Linked DNA regions of Mus musculus: regions 1, 2 and 3 are each linked to region 4. A link is a contact called in public Hi-C and HiChIP or PLAC-seq data. All regions are on one chromosome and are shown on one strand. Each heading gives the region's core, a stretch centred on a gene start, on an enhancer-like site or on the middle of the called end of the contact. The rest is flanking DNA. Distances are from core to core; before and after follow the strand shown.

The links. A called contact is a pair of places that touch in the nucleus more often than the background predicts. HiChIP or PLAC-seq counts read pairs in DNA pulled down with a chosen protein or histone mark.
Region 1: an H3K4me3 HiChIP or PLAC-seq map of bone marrow-derived macrophages shows a contact between it and region 4, with 4 times the contacts expected there. The contact joins the enhancer-like site here to the promoter of Rad52 in region 4. A contact is called at or near these places in 1 of 39 promoter capture datasets (neural stem cells), 1 of 484 Hi-C or Micro-C datasets (nephron progenitors), 8 of 115 datasets of contacts at active chromatin or transcription factors (the SCID.adh cell line, bone marrow-derived macrophages, embryonic stem cells and 1 more) and 1 of 9 other capture datasets (embryonic stem cells).
Region 2: an H3K4me3 HiChIP or PLAC-seq map of the SCID.adh cell line shows a contact between it and region 4, with 11 read pairs. The contact joins the enhancer-like site here to the promoter of Rad52 in region 4. A contact is called at or near these places in 1 of 39 promoter capture datasets (embryonic stem cells), 6 of 115 datasets of contacts at active chromatin or transcription factors (the SCID.adh cell line, bone marrow-derived macrophages, embryonic fibroblasts and 2 more) and 4 of 9 other capture datasets (adipose tissue, embryonic stem cells, liver and 1 more).
Region 3: a contact with region 4 is called in a Hi-C map of liver, with 1.6 times the contacts expected there. The contact joins the enhancer-like site here to the promoter of Rad52 in region 4. A contact is called at or near these places in 1 of 484 Hi-C or Micro-C datasets (liver) and 4 of 115 datasets of contacts at active chromatin or transcription factors (cardiomyocytes, embryonic stem cells, large pre-B cells and 1 more).

Annotation. Positions count from the first base shown.
Region 1 is chr6:119,713,631-119,716,498 of GRCm38.p6, reverse strand. Erc1 (ELKS/RAB6-interacting/CAST family member 1) reads left to right here. Exons shown (of 21, transcript NM_053204.2): 16 at 2,688-2,819. Among named protein-coding and RNA genes, the nearest start is that of Erc1, 130 kb to the left of the region's middle. Within about 2 kb of position 1,343, at least 20 of the 459 cell types and tissues checked have an H3K27ac peak or open chromatin away from gene starts, as enhancers often do. A contact at or near this core is called in the SCID.adh cell line and bone marrow-derived macrophages, where this site is marked.
Region 2 is chr6:119,747,743-119,750,693 of GRCm38.p6, reverse strand. It overlaps Erc1 (ELKS/RAB6-interacting/CAST family member 1), which reads left to right. Exons shown (of 21, transcript NM_053204.2): 12 at 716-856. Among named protein-coding and RNA genes, the nearest start is that of Erc1, 99 kb to the left of the region's middle. Within about 2 kb of position 1,428, at least 16 of the 459 cell types and tissues checked have an H3K27ac peak or open chromatin away from gene starts, as enhancers often do. A contact at or near this core is called in the SCID.adh cell line, where this site is marked.
Region 3 is chr6:119,673,053-119,676,217 of GRCm38.p6, reverse strand. The region is part of intron 17 of Erc1 (ELKS/RAB6-interacting/CAST family member 1); the gene reads left to right. Among named protein-coding and RNA genes, the nearest start is that of Wnt5b, 130 kb to the right of the region's middle. Within about 2 kb of position 1,702, at least 18 of the 459 cell types and tissues checked have an H3K27ac peak or open chromatin away from gene starts, as enhancers often do. A contact at or near this core is called in liver, where this site is marked.
Region 4 is chr6:119,901,435-119,904,426 of GRCm38.p6, reverse strand. Rad52 (RAD52 homolog, DNA repair protein) reads right to left here and starts at 1,729. Exons shown (of 12, transcript NM_001166381.1): 1 at 1,592-1,729.

The DNA.
Region 1 (2,868 bases), core at 94-2,593, 190 kb after region 4:
AATCTTGGTGTCCCATAAAAGAATACACAAAGCAAGTGTATTTTAGCAAGGATATATTTTTTGCAAAAGGTGTGTCCAAGAATCCAAACTGGGCTGACAACACAGACTACTTCATGTCCTTTCTTCCTGATGTAGGTGGTTACTGTGTCTCAACGCACTGCTGGCTTCCTGACTTCAGTCTGACATGATTAGCTATCCACCCAAAGAGGAAAGACAAGGTTCAGGAATAGCCTTGCTGGGTTAGCTACCTTACATTAAAGCAAAACAAGGAAACTGTTTCTCTTCCATTCTGATTCTATGACATCAACTTTTTACATTCCATATGCTCAGTTTAGCGTCATGTACTTAGCTCATTTCAGTTAACTTGATGTCCTCTGGGGTTATCGTCATAATGGAAAACAAAACTAACTCTCTCTCTCTCCCTCCCTCCCTCTCCCTCCCTCTCCCTCCCTCCTTCCCCCCGACCCCCGCTCCCTGTTTGGTAGTATTCCTGGTGTGTATATACAGCACATTAAAAAAAAAACTATTGAACTTAAAGATGATTTTATTATTAATGTTTTAAAAATCTCCCTATCAGGTAAGCCATAAATTTTGGCAATTGCCTGGACCAGGGAGATAGAGAAGAAGAAGATAGAAAGATAGAAAGTCATACAATCTGAGTACGGATGGCATGGAGAACCTTTTTCTTTTTAAAATTATTGTTGTTTTTGTACATGTCTGTATGATAAGGGGAAATACCGTGATATGCCATGTGCTTGTATGGAAGGCAGAGGACAACTTTGTAGAGACAGCTTGTTCATTCTTCATGCAAGTTCTAGGGAATTGAACTCAAAGCATCTAGCTTTGCTGGTTGAGTCATCTCACTGGCTGGAAGATAGACTATTTCCTCATCCATTCATCTATTGATAGACACTTAGGCTGATTCTGGTCCTGACTGTTGTTTAGCCATGAGCCGTCATGTGGTGCTGTCGTAAGACTGGTCAGGTAGATGTTCCTGCAGCCCACCAATATCCTTTCATTTCAATGTCCAGGAGTGGAACTGCTGACTCATGCAGTAGTTGAGTGTTAGTATTTTGAGGAAGCTCCATCCTGTCTGCCATAGTGAATGAGAAAGAGTCCCTGCCTGCATCCTCATGAGTACTCACTTCCTGTCTTTTATAGTGATCCAAAAGGACTGAAATATATCTTTGTGGTTTCTAATTACATTTCATCAATGACTTGTAACATTGAAGAGTTTGTTTTCAAAATTATGTGTCATTTTTATGTGTTCTTTTAAGGTATCTATGCATCTCCTGTCCTTTTTATGAACGAGTTGGATCTTTTTCTTGCTGTTTAGTTCTCATTTTCGAGTATTAACCCTTGTCAGATATATAGTTGGGAAAATTTACTCTCTTCTGTAAGTGTTGCTTTGTTATTTTGATTATTTGCTGTAAAGCCAAGAATGTTATTATCTGAGGTAATCACAGTTGTTTGATTTTGTTTCTGTTGCCATCACTTTTTGGTTTTATTTTTAAAAGCAGAACCCAAACCCCACTATCCCCAACCCACTGTCATGAAACACCCCCTGCCCCCAGTTTCTTAGTTTTGTTTTCTTCTTCTTTCTTCCTCTCTCGTCTTTTTTGAGACTGTGTCTCACACTGTAGTTCAAGATGGCCTTGATCTCATGGACAACCTCCTGCCTCAGCCTTACGAGTGCTGTTGTGTAGGTAGGAGTTACCATGCCTGGTTTTAGCTTCAGTTCTTTAGTTCATTTGAGTTAACAGATACTAAGAGATAAGGGCTTGCTTTTATTCTTCTTTGTATCAACATATAGGCAACCTTGTTACTCATTTTCATATTTGAATACAAAACTCAAGTATCAAATATAGTACTGTGTTCCAAATCCTTTGGTTTGCATTCCCCCATCCCCTTAATAAATCAAAAAGAAAATGCTTAGAATAGTCTGAGAAATCCATGGTTCCATTCTTGGCTTTTTCTTTTATCTTTCCTACTGCTATACTGTCCTTGAGATCCTTAAGACTAATAAGAGTTTTGCTACATAGATGAAAAGTAACATTACAAACTCCTACTAGAGTGTATTACTTGCTTAACTAAATTGCTCATTCATATTCAAACCAGTGGTATTCATAGGTATATGTATACATATGTGTGTGTTTCTAGTTTTTTCAGGAGAAGGCAAAGTCTCACTTTATTCAAATGTTAGTAAGCATGTTCCTTTTTGAAAAGAAATGTTTCAGAAATTGTCTTTATGAAGCTCGAGTCTGTCATCTAGTTGTGACTTTCAAAGGGAGATAGTCTTGTGGTATTGACTCTAAGTACAGACTCCATCAGAGCTGGCTTTCAGCCCAGTTTAAGTGGTAGGTTTTAAAAATAGCTTTGTATTTTTAAATAGTTAACCTCTTATTGCTTATGCCATCTAACACCAGCACTTCCTTCTCTCTGTTGCAGAGAGCAAACCCATCATGTCTGCCTCGCTTCACTAACTTTATCCTATGCTCTTAATAACAGACTTCAGCTTCCTTTATTTCTCTTCTTCCCTTGTTTAATTCTTTACTCTATGGAGGAATCTTTCTGGCCTCAGTTTGCTTCTGAATAGAAGGATGTTTAATGATAGCTCTTCCTTGATGGGTAGGCACTCCTTGAGGTAACTGAGTAACCTACTTCACCGGGTCTTCATCGTTTTCCAGGACAGTCTCCGTAAGAAGGATGACAGGATTGAAGAGCTGGAAGAAGCACTGAGAGAAAGTGTACAGATAACTGCAGAGCGTGAAATGGTGCTGGCACAAGAGGAATCAGCCAGGACCAATGCTGAGAAACAGGTCTGCGATTTTATGTAGCTACTAGCAATGCTGCTGGGTAAACACAAGG
Region 2 (2,951 bases), core at 179-2,678, 150 kb after region 4:
TGACAGAAAAGGAGGAAATCTAATCAGAACCACTATTAGAAACATCATAGCCTATAACTTGATTCACTTCGTGAGTTTTGTTCTTATTTTTTAATAATCCTATCAGAATCACTTAAGTAGCTACAAAGTTCAATGTTGTGTAATGACAAATCCAGTAGGTCTGTCTAATTACTGTAGAAAGTTTGTAGAAGTAAGTTTCTACAAGAACTTCCTGCTAAGAGAGGGAAAACATGCATGCTCAAATCAGTGTAGTTACTGAGTTTGGCTACTTCTGTTCTTAAAGCTCATTCCCCTTTACCTTGGGAGAATAAGTGCAGTGGGTTAGAGCCTTGTTCTGTTTTTGAGACAGGGCCTCCTGTAATTCAGGCTGGCCTTCAACTTCTGATCCTCCTGCCTCTACCTCCTGAGTTCTGCAGCTACAGGTGTGTTCTGTGCCTTGTTTATGTGTAGCTGGAGATTGAACCTAGGACGTAATGCCTACTAGGCAAACTCTTTACCTGAGTTTCATCCCCAGGCGTTTTTAGGACTCTTTATTAGTACTGAGGATCCACCTGCTTTTAACTGATATCTGAAAGCTAAGCCAGTGTCTGGAAGTTTTATAGTTCATGGATGTTCTTGAAATGGAAACGTCCAAATACTATGAATATATGTTAAAAAAATTAAATCCACATTTTATTTCACAGTATTTATTGTAACTATGCCTTGCTTCTTTTAGGCTTCTCTCTTGGATATCAAAGAGCATGCTTCTTCCCTGGCTTCCTCAGGACTCAAAAAGGACTCGCGGCTCAAGACCCTAGAAATTGCTCTTGAGCAGAAGAAGGAAGAGTGCCTAAAAATGGAGTCACAGTTGAAAAAGGTTGAAGAAAAAGTTACCATTATTGTTTTTCTTTACATAGGAACACTGTAGATAGCTCTGAGTGCCTTTTTTTTTTCTTTTTCTTTTTTTAAAGTTAAGGATTTATAGTGACAATATAGAATTTAGAGTTATTTTTATTTTTTATTGTTTTAAGGTATTGCAGTTATAACCAAATACCTAAGATAAACAGTACTGAAGTAGGAAAAGATTTATTTAGCTTTGTAGTTTGAAAAGTTACAGTCCAAGGTTAGATGATTCCAATGCTTCTAGTGTTTAGTGAGGCAGAACATCCTGGCCACCAGGAAAGCAGCAGATAGAAGCGAGGACAAAGTGTTCATCTCAGATCGTGTCCTTAGTGATCTGCTTCCTCTGCTGAGATCCCACCTCTCAGTCTGACCCCTCAGCGGTGCCATCACAGTGTGGTTCAGGGATTAACCCACAGATTTGGTCAGATGTGCTGTCTCGTTTCCAATCACCCCAGTAATGAACACTGGCACATCAAGCTTCAGCACACGGAGGAGGAAGACTTTGATCTCGGGGATGGGGTGGGGGTGGGGTGGCTTCTAGAAGGTTCCTGCAGACTGCGCTTTGCTGTTTCTCTTTCCCTTTGCTCATACCATTCTGTAGTTTTCAGTCACTCCAATTAGGCTAGACATTTGATAGTGAATTAACATCCTGGCTTGTTACTAGAATCATTTTTGAAGTCTGTGCTATTTTAACAGTTCCATAATACATATTGTACATTTTGATTACTGTCACCTTCTCTCCCATTTTCATTTTTTTTACATGCCCCCCAAGTCCCTTTCTTGAATTCAGCTTTTGTTGTTGTAATTGTTGCTGTTGTTTTTTGTTTCTTGTATGACACTGAGTTTAAAGCCAGGTGTCTTAGTTTACATTCTGTTGCTGTGATAAACACCTTGGCCACAAACAACATGAGGAGGAAAGGGTTTATTTCGAAAAGCTTACAGTTCACCATGATGAGCAATGAGGGCAGGAACTGAGGCAGAGGTTATGGAAGGATGGTTGATCTCCATGGCTTATTATACAACCATCTGCCCAGGGTGGCACTGCCCACATGGGGTGAGCCTCGCCACATCAAGAATTAGTTAATAAAGTACTCCATAGACTGTAGACAGCCTGATGGAGGCAATCTCTCAATTGAGATTTCTTCTTCCTAGACGCTTTTAACTTGTGTTAAGTTAATAAAAACAAACCAGCACAGCAGGGCTGTGTGACCATGGTTTGGTGTTAATGAGTGGAACATGTTGAGCTCATCAGTGCTGACCACAGTGTTTGCCACTCACCTGAAATCTATTCAGTAGATCATAGTATAGCAGGATGGACTAGGACCACATAGGACCCTCCACAATTCCCAGTTGACTGTTGACAGCAGTCCCATCTCCTGGAAGCCTACTGCTGTCAGCCACATGAGATCATGACTACATCATGCCCGCAAGGTAGCATTTTTCCTGCATATGTCTCACCCTTACATTCTTAATACCTTCTCTTCAGTTATGCTCCCTTAGCCCGAGAGGGAGTGGTATATGTTGTTGAGGGCTGAGCACTAAACCATCACCTTTTCTTAGTATCTTGAGCAACCATGAGTCTTTTGCATTTTGCCATTTCTCATTCCAAAGACAACATTATCTGATTAAGACAGAGAGTAATATACATGGGTATAATTATAGATATTTAGAAAGCAGCTTGGCACTATTTCAACTTAGCTAAAGACCAGCACTAAGTTACCCCTTAAATAATACTAAAACCCTAGTTGTTTTAATTGTGTTTATAGCATTAGAAATGTTAATACTTATTGTGTAGTGGGCCCCCAAACTAATGATGGAGTTCTTGGTTGTCCCCATAACAGTAGTGTCACTATTGCACCGGGGGTGGGGGGTGTATCTTGCCTGGCAAGTGGTGTTAAAGTTCATCGGGTTCTTAGCTAGAGAAGAGCATTGCTTTTTCTCCCTTAGTAGCATGCAGTGCACCATCCTTGCTATGAAAGGGGGCTAGTAGAGAGGACACTTTCAGCTCAGTTCTGGTTTGTTTGTATCCCTTTTACTTCTTTCTCTTATTGCTGTGTCCAGGACTTCAA
Region 3 (3,165 bases), core at 453-2,952, 230 kb after region 4:
TGACTCTGTTATGTATTTAAGAAGTTCTTTTGACAAACTTTTACTTAATGCATGACCAGATTGAGAATTAACAATTAACCAATTGATGCCTGGCATGTACTAAACACAGTTATTTGATTACTCAAATAAGCCATATGTTAACTTGTTGAGTTGGGTTACTTAGTTTTGTTTCTTTTTTCTTTTTTCAAGACAGGGTTTCTCTATACAGCCCTGGCTGTCCTGGAACTCACTCTGTAGACCAGGCTGGCCTCGAACTCAGAAATCCCCCTGCCTCTGCCTCCCGAGTGCTGGGATTAAAGGTGTGCGCCACCACGTCCGGCTTAGTTTTGTTTCTTATCAAACTTTTTTTTTATTCTGCTTACTTGTGAAACTATAATTATGTCCTTTATACTTGTATGATGCCAATAATGACCTTATATGAAAAGATATATTTTTATGAAACTTAATGCTGAATGTTTTAGAAAAGAAATATGGGTAAGCCATTAGAACACTACTGTTTTGACAGCTAGGTCCAAGTCCTGGCTACTTGAAGGCTGAGGCAGGAAAATGGCTTGACCCCGGGAGCTTAATGTGATCCTGGCAGCAATACTGAAACTTCAGCAGTAGGGAGCTTGCTTTCTCTGAGTTAGAGAACAGTAAGAGCCTGGTACTTTGCTTCTAAGTGCTTGAAACTGGAATTACTTTTAAATGCCTTTAAGATGATTGAAAGTTAGATGTATTAAAAAAAAATATGGCCAAAGCAAAACAAAAACAGTGAGCTTGAGTCATTGGGTCCTATGATGTGATATGGACCATACCAGCCATAAGCAAAGCAGTGCACATTCATGTGTCCTTTGGCTTTGTAGTGAGGTTATTAGTCAGCTGGTCCATTTACATATCAAGTAAAAGAGTAGCCTACTCTTTCATAGTTTGTTAGTTCTTCATACACTCAAAGATTTTTTTTGATAAATCATATGGATATTATGAATTATTCAGGGAAATATCAGAGACCTGATTGTCAGGTAGTAAATAATTAAAAATGGCACCCTTTCTGTGATGTGATAGATTGAGTTTATTGATATAGATTTGGTTATTATTTCAAAGAAACATGTCATAGAATGTTGTAATGTGTGAAAAGAAAAACCAACCCTAGATCTACTCCCACACACTCCCTTTCGCCAGCTGACTCCGTGCCCTGGGAAAGTAGGGCAGCCGCATGGTGATGTGTGTTGTGCCGTGTGGTGATGTGTGTTGTGCCGTGTGGTGATGTGTGTTGTGCCGTGTGGTGATGTGTGTTGTGCCGTGTGGTGATGTGTGTTGCTTGGATTTGGAGTTTCACTAAGACACCTGCCAGATGGAATTAGAGCTTTTGGAGCATAACCAACATGGACTAATTATTAGCTTACCATGTCTAAATACAAATGAAAACCCCTACAAGATTCTGTACCCAAACTCTGAAGAAAAAAAAAAGAGCTGTTTTTTGGACTAAAATTTCATAGCTTTTGTGGCTAATGAGGCATGAAATAAATTGGCAAGCTCAAACTGCTCCAAGTACAGTGGTACAGTGTGCATGCTCTGATCCCAGCCCTTGGGATTCCAGCAAAGGTCACAAATTAAACAGTCAGGATTAATCAAAACTACAATCAAATAAAACCCAATCATTAATCGTCTCCTGAGTTACAATGGAGCAATTGTGTAATTGTGTGAGGCGCACTGGAGAGAGCTCTTTTGTCCTGTATAGGAAAATCAACACTGAGGTGTCAAGCAGAAAAATGAAACCCTGCAGGTGAAGCTGTCTCTGGAGCCAAGAGAAACTGGCAGAGCATTTGGAGTTGCGAATAAGCCCTCAGAGTATTGGGGGGCCCTGGCACTGAGCAGCAGAGTGTGTGGGTGTCTCCATGGGGCCCTCCACAGAGGTTAGTTTATGGTCCAGCAAGCCATTTGCTGAGCAGTTCAGTGTTGGGGGTAGTGGCAGTTCTACGCACACCCCCTCTCTTCAAGGTAATGCCAAGAATTTACTGTGTGATTCGCAGCTTTGTTATGTAGAAGGCGAGGTTATAGAAAAGATTTTTCCAGAAAACTCCATCCTTAACAATGGAGGGGTGGTAGCAAAGAACCCCCCCCTTGAGCCCTTGTTCCTGTAACAGTGCTTTGCAATACTTGCCCTATTTGTGATACTGTTTTATATTCCAAAATGGTGATTTTTTTTCCTTCATTTTTCTTTCTTATTAATAGTATTAATGTCAATTCCATTGCCTCTCTATTTAAAAGCCAACAACAATACTGTCCAGTGGCTCTATGATCATAACTGGCACTTTTGAGCCAGGTATGTAATCCCAGCACTCAGGAGGCCAAGGCAGGACCATCACAACTTGGAGGACAGCCTGGCCTCCATAGTTTGGGTTTGGTTTTTTTTTTTTTTTTTTTTTTTCCTACTCCCTACCCCAGAACAAAACACACAAGCAAAAGACTCTGTTTTTTGTTTTTGTTTTTGTTTTATTCCACTGCTGTATATGGATGTGTTTTACATGTACTAGAGTATCTGCCCCTATGTGTTGGCTTTCTGTCTACTATGCTACATATACATATGGACGTCAGAGGACATCTTGCAGAAGTCAGCTCTTTTCTTCCACCATGTTGGTTCTGGGGGTTAAAAACAGACTGCCAGATCTGGCCTAACCCTGCGCCATTGCCTCAGCCCCCAAACAGAAAAGTTTTAGACAACTTACTCTGCCTGACATCTCGTAACTGATTTGAAGCATGGGAAGTTTGAGTGTAAATATTGTAGAACTTGAAAGATGTGGCTCAGAGGCAGAGTGCTTGTGCTTAGCCTGCATGAAGGCCTGGGCTTGACCTTTAGCACCACATAAAAACAACAGCAACAACAACAACAAGGTGGGCTGGCGTCATACTTTTAATCCCAGAGGCAGGGAGATCAGAGAGTTCAGGGCTACAGGCTCAGCCCCTGAGCTACATGAGACTCCGTCTCAAAAATAAAGGAAGTAAAACTTAGAGAAATAAATAAATCAAAATTTGTTTTTATGTTGTTTTTTGCTGTTTATGTACTGACCTCTCTTTACAGAATGCTGTTATGTCCTGTGTAGAACATGTATTCTTTTATTTCATGTAGAAACTAATGCCCATATGTAATTGGTTTAGTTCCATAAATTCATGTTGCTAAAAACA
Region 4 (2,992 bases), core at 480-2,979:
TGTTTGTCTGCATATATGTGAGGGTGCTGGGTCCTCTGCAATGGAAGTTATAGACATGTGGGTGCTGGAAATTGAACTCAGGTCCTCTGAAAGAAGAGCCACTACTCCTAGCCACTGAGCCATTTCTCCAGCCTGCATTTTTTTTTAAAGATTAGAAATTTTGATTCTTTAAAAAAAAAAAAAAAAAAAAAAAAAAAACAGCCAGGTGATGGTGGCACACGCCTTTGATCCCAGCACTTGGGAGGCAGAGGCAGGCGGATTTCTGAGTTCAAGGCCAGCCTAGTCTGCAAAGTGAGTTCCAGGACAGCCAGGTCTACACAGAGAAACCCTGTCTTGAAAAAACCAAAAAAAAAAAAAAAAAAAAATTAATGTTTGTATTATATAAGTATGTGTGTTTTGCCTGCATGCTTATCTGTGCACCACAAGTACTGAAGAAGGTATCCCTTATAACTAGAGATATAGACAGTTGTAAGCCACCATGTGAGTGGTGGGAATTGAACCCAGGTCCTTGGGAAGAGCAGCAGCCAGTTTTTTAAATAAAATATAATTCACATCATTTCCTCTCTCTCTCCTCCAATCCCTCATATCCCTCTCTCAACTTCATAGCCTTTTTCTGTTTTGTTTTACACAGACAACAGAGACATACATATATGAATAAATAAATATAACCCCTAAGTCTGTTTAATGTAGCATGTACATGTACAATTTTAGGGCTGATCACTTGGTACTGGGTAATCCATTAGGGGGTTCATCTCTGGGAAAGCCATTCTCCCTTTCTGACAGTCATTAATTGCGTATAGCTCTTCATCTAAGGGCGGGGCCCTTTAAGACCCCTCCCCCAATCCAAGTTGGCATGTCAACTGGTGCTGTTAATTGTCCAGGTCTTATTAAAGAAGCAATATTGAGATGGCCATGTAGGGGAATCAGCCTAGATGACCATCAACTTAATCAACTGATGGATAATTCAAACGAGATACAAACATCGGAACTTTATTCTGCGGAACAGATCCCACCGAAACCCACACAAAGTACTGTATTTCATACAAGTGAAACAGGTTCACTGACAAAGCAGACGGGGGTCCTAGGATGACGGGAAAAGTGAGAGGGAGAGCTAACTGTGGCTTCTGGATTTATTTAGGAGTGATGAAAATGTTATGGAATTCGATGTTGCTAGGGGTTACACAACCCCCAAGCATATGAGTAACCAGAGAACTGTACACCCCCGAGGAGTGAATTTAACCGTACTAATGCACGCTTCGTTTTTCAAAGTCCAGAAAGGCTACCCTGAATGTCAAACTCCTCAAGTCCACAGTTTCTTCTCAGCCCCACCGACTCCCTCCGACTTCACCCTGTCCTAGACAGTCCTGTTAACAGTCAGCGCGCGTGTCGCACGGTGCTCCCGAGCACGCGGTCAGCAACCCCGGACCAGGCGCCTCCCTCCAGATCCAGCGCAACCGTGGGGGCTTCAGGGCTCGGCCTCCCCGGTGGAGACGCCCCCGTGCCGGGCGTGTCCAGCAGCCGCCCGAATCCGAAAGGCCCCACGCTCCCCGACCCCGCTAGAACCACCCCGGCGAGGACCGTCCTCACTCACGCGCTTCGGAACGCGGTGCACGCAGGAGCTCGGTCCGGGTGCCTGCCGGGAAGCCGGAGAGGGCCTCGCAGAAGGAATGGAGACTCTGCAAGCTCAGAGTCCTCGCCCAAAGAAAAACAGAAGGAAAGGCCGTAAGTCAAGTCAGAAGGCGCCGAGAGCCGCAAAGCAGGCTGTCGCAAATCAAGTCGCGAACTGGAAGCGGCGGAGGACTCAGCATCCTGAGCGCTCTTGGGCTGTTATCTCACCGCCCGCGGCGATCAGCCTTCCCGCAGCCGCAGCAAGCCGCTTCGGTTTCCGTAGGCGCCCTGCGAGGGTCCCTGGTGTGACCCGGCTGGGTGACGCCCGGAGCCAACCTCTCCTCGGTGTGCTTTTAAACTCTGAGACCCTGGCAGCCAGTGGGATTTCCCCTGAAATTCAACCGGAACTAACTGGATGACAGTTACACTTTAGGCATCACTCCAAGTTAAACACAGACTGATCTCAGTTTATGATGTTTTCTGCTTTACAACAGATCTACGTCTCCAATGTGTAGTTTATATACTGAGAACTTTTTGTTTTTAATGGTCAGGCCTTCAGATTGTTGCAATTTAACCAATTCATTATATGGCCACTATATCCAGGATCTTTCGTGTTTTCCTAGATGGTTGACTTAACTAATCTTCCCAGAAACACGGAGTCAGATGCAGTTAATAAATAAATCGAAAGTCCTTTAGCACATTGTAGGGTCCATACTGACAAGACCAAGATAACAGGACAATGACACTAGCTACAAGAGAAACTCAGAATTCTGTTTCTGGAATTAGCTGGTCACTCAACTTGCCCATTACTTGCACAAAAAGGAAAGACTCTTTCTCAGGGCAGTGGTGGCCACATCTTTAATCCCAGCACCCAGGAGACAGGGGCAGGCAGATGTCTTGAGTTCGAGGATGCTACACAGAGAAACTCTGTCTCGAAGAAAAGAAAAACATCATTTGAAACTGTGCTACTGGCCGATGCAAGAGTACCAAATTTCCATTCTGGTGGCACAGACCTGTAACTCAAACTACTGGGGAAGCTGAGATAGGAGAATCCCAAAATCAAGGACAGCCTGGGCTTAAAACCTGTCTAGGTAAAAAGAGGGTTGGCATTATAGCTTAGTAGTAGGACTCTTGCCTGGCATGTAGGAAGTAATGGACTCAATCCCAACGACAGGGGAGGAGAACCTGAACATCTACGGCTACAGAGATCGCTCCACAGTTTAAGAGCACGTACTATTTCAGAGAACCTGAGTTAGGTTCCCCACATCCAAATTAGGGGACTCACAACTACCTGTAACTACAGTTCAAGGGGACCCAGTGCTCTCTTCTGGCCTCTGAAGGCACCGTAAACATACGACACTCATTTGCCCAGACACACAAAACA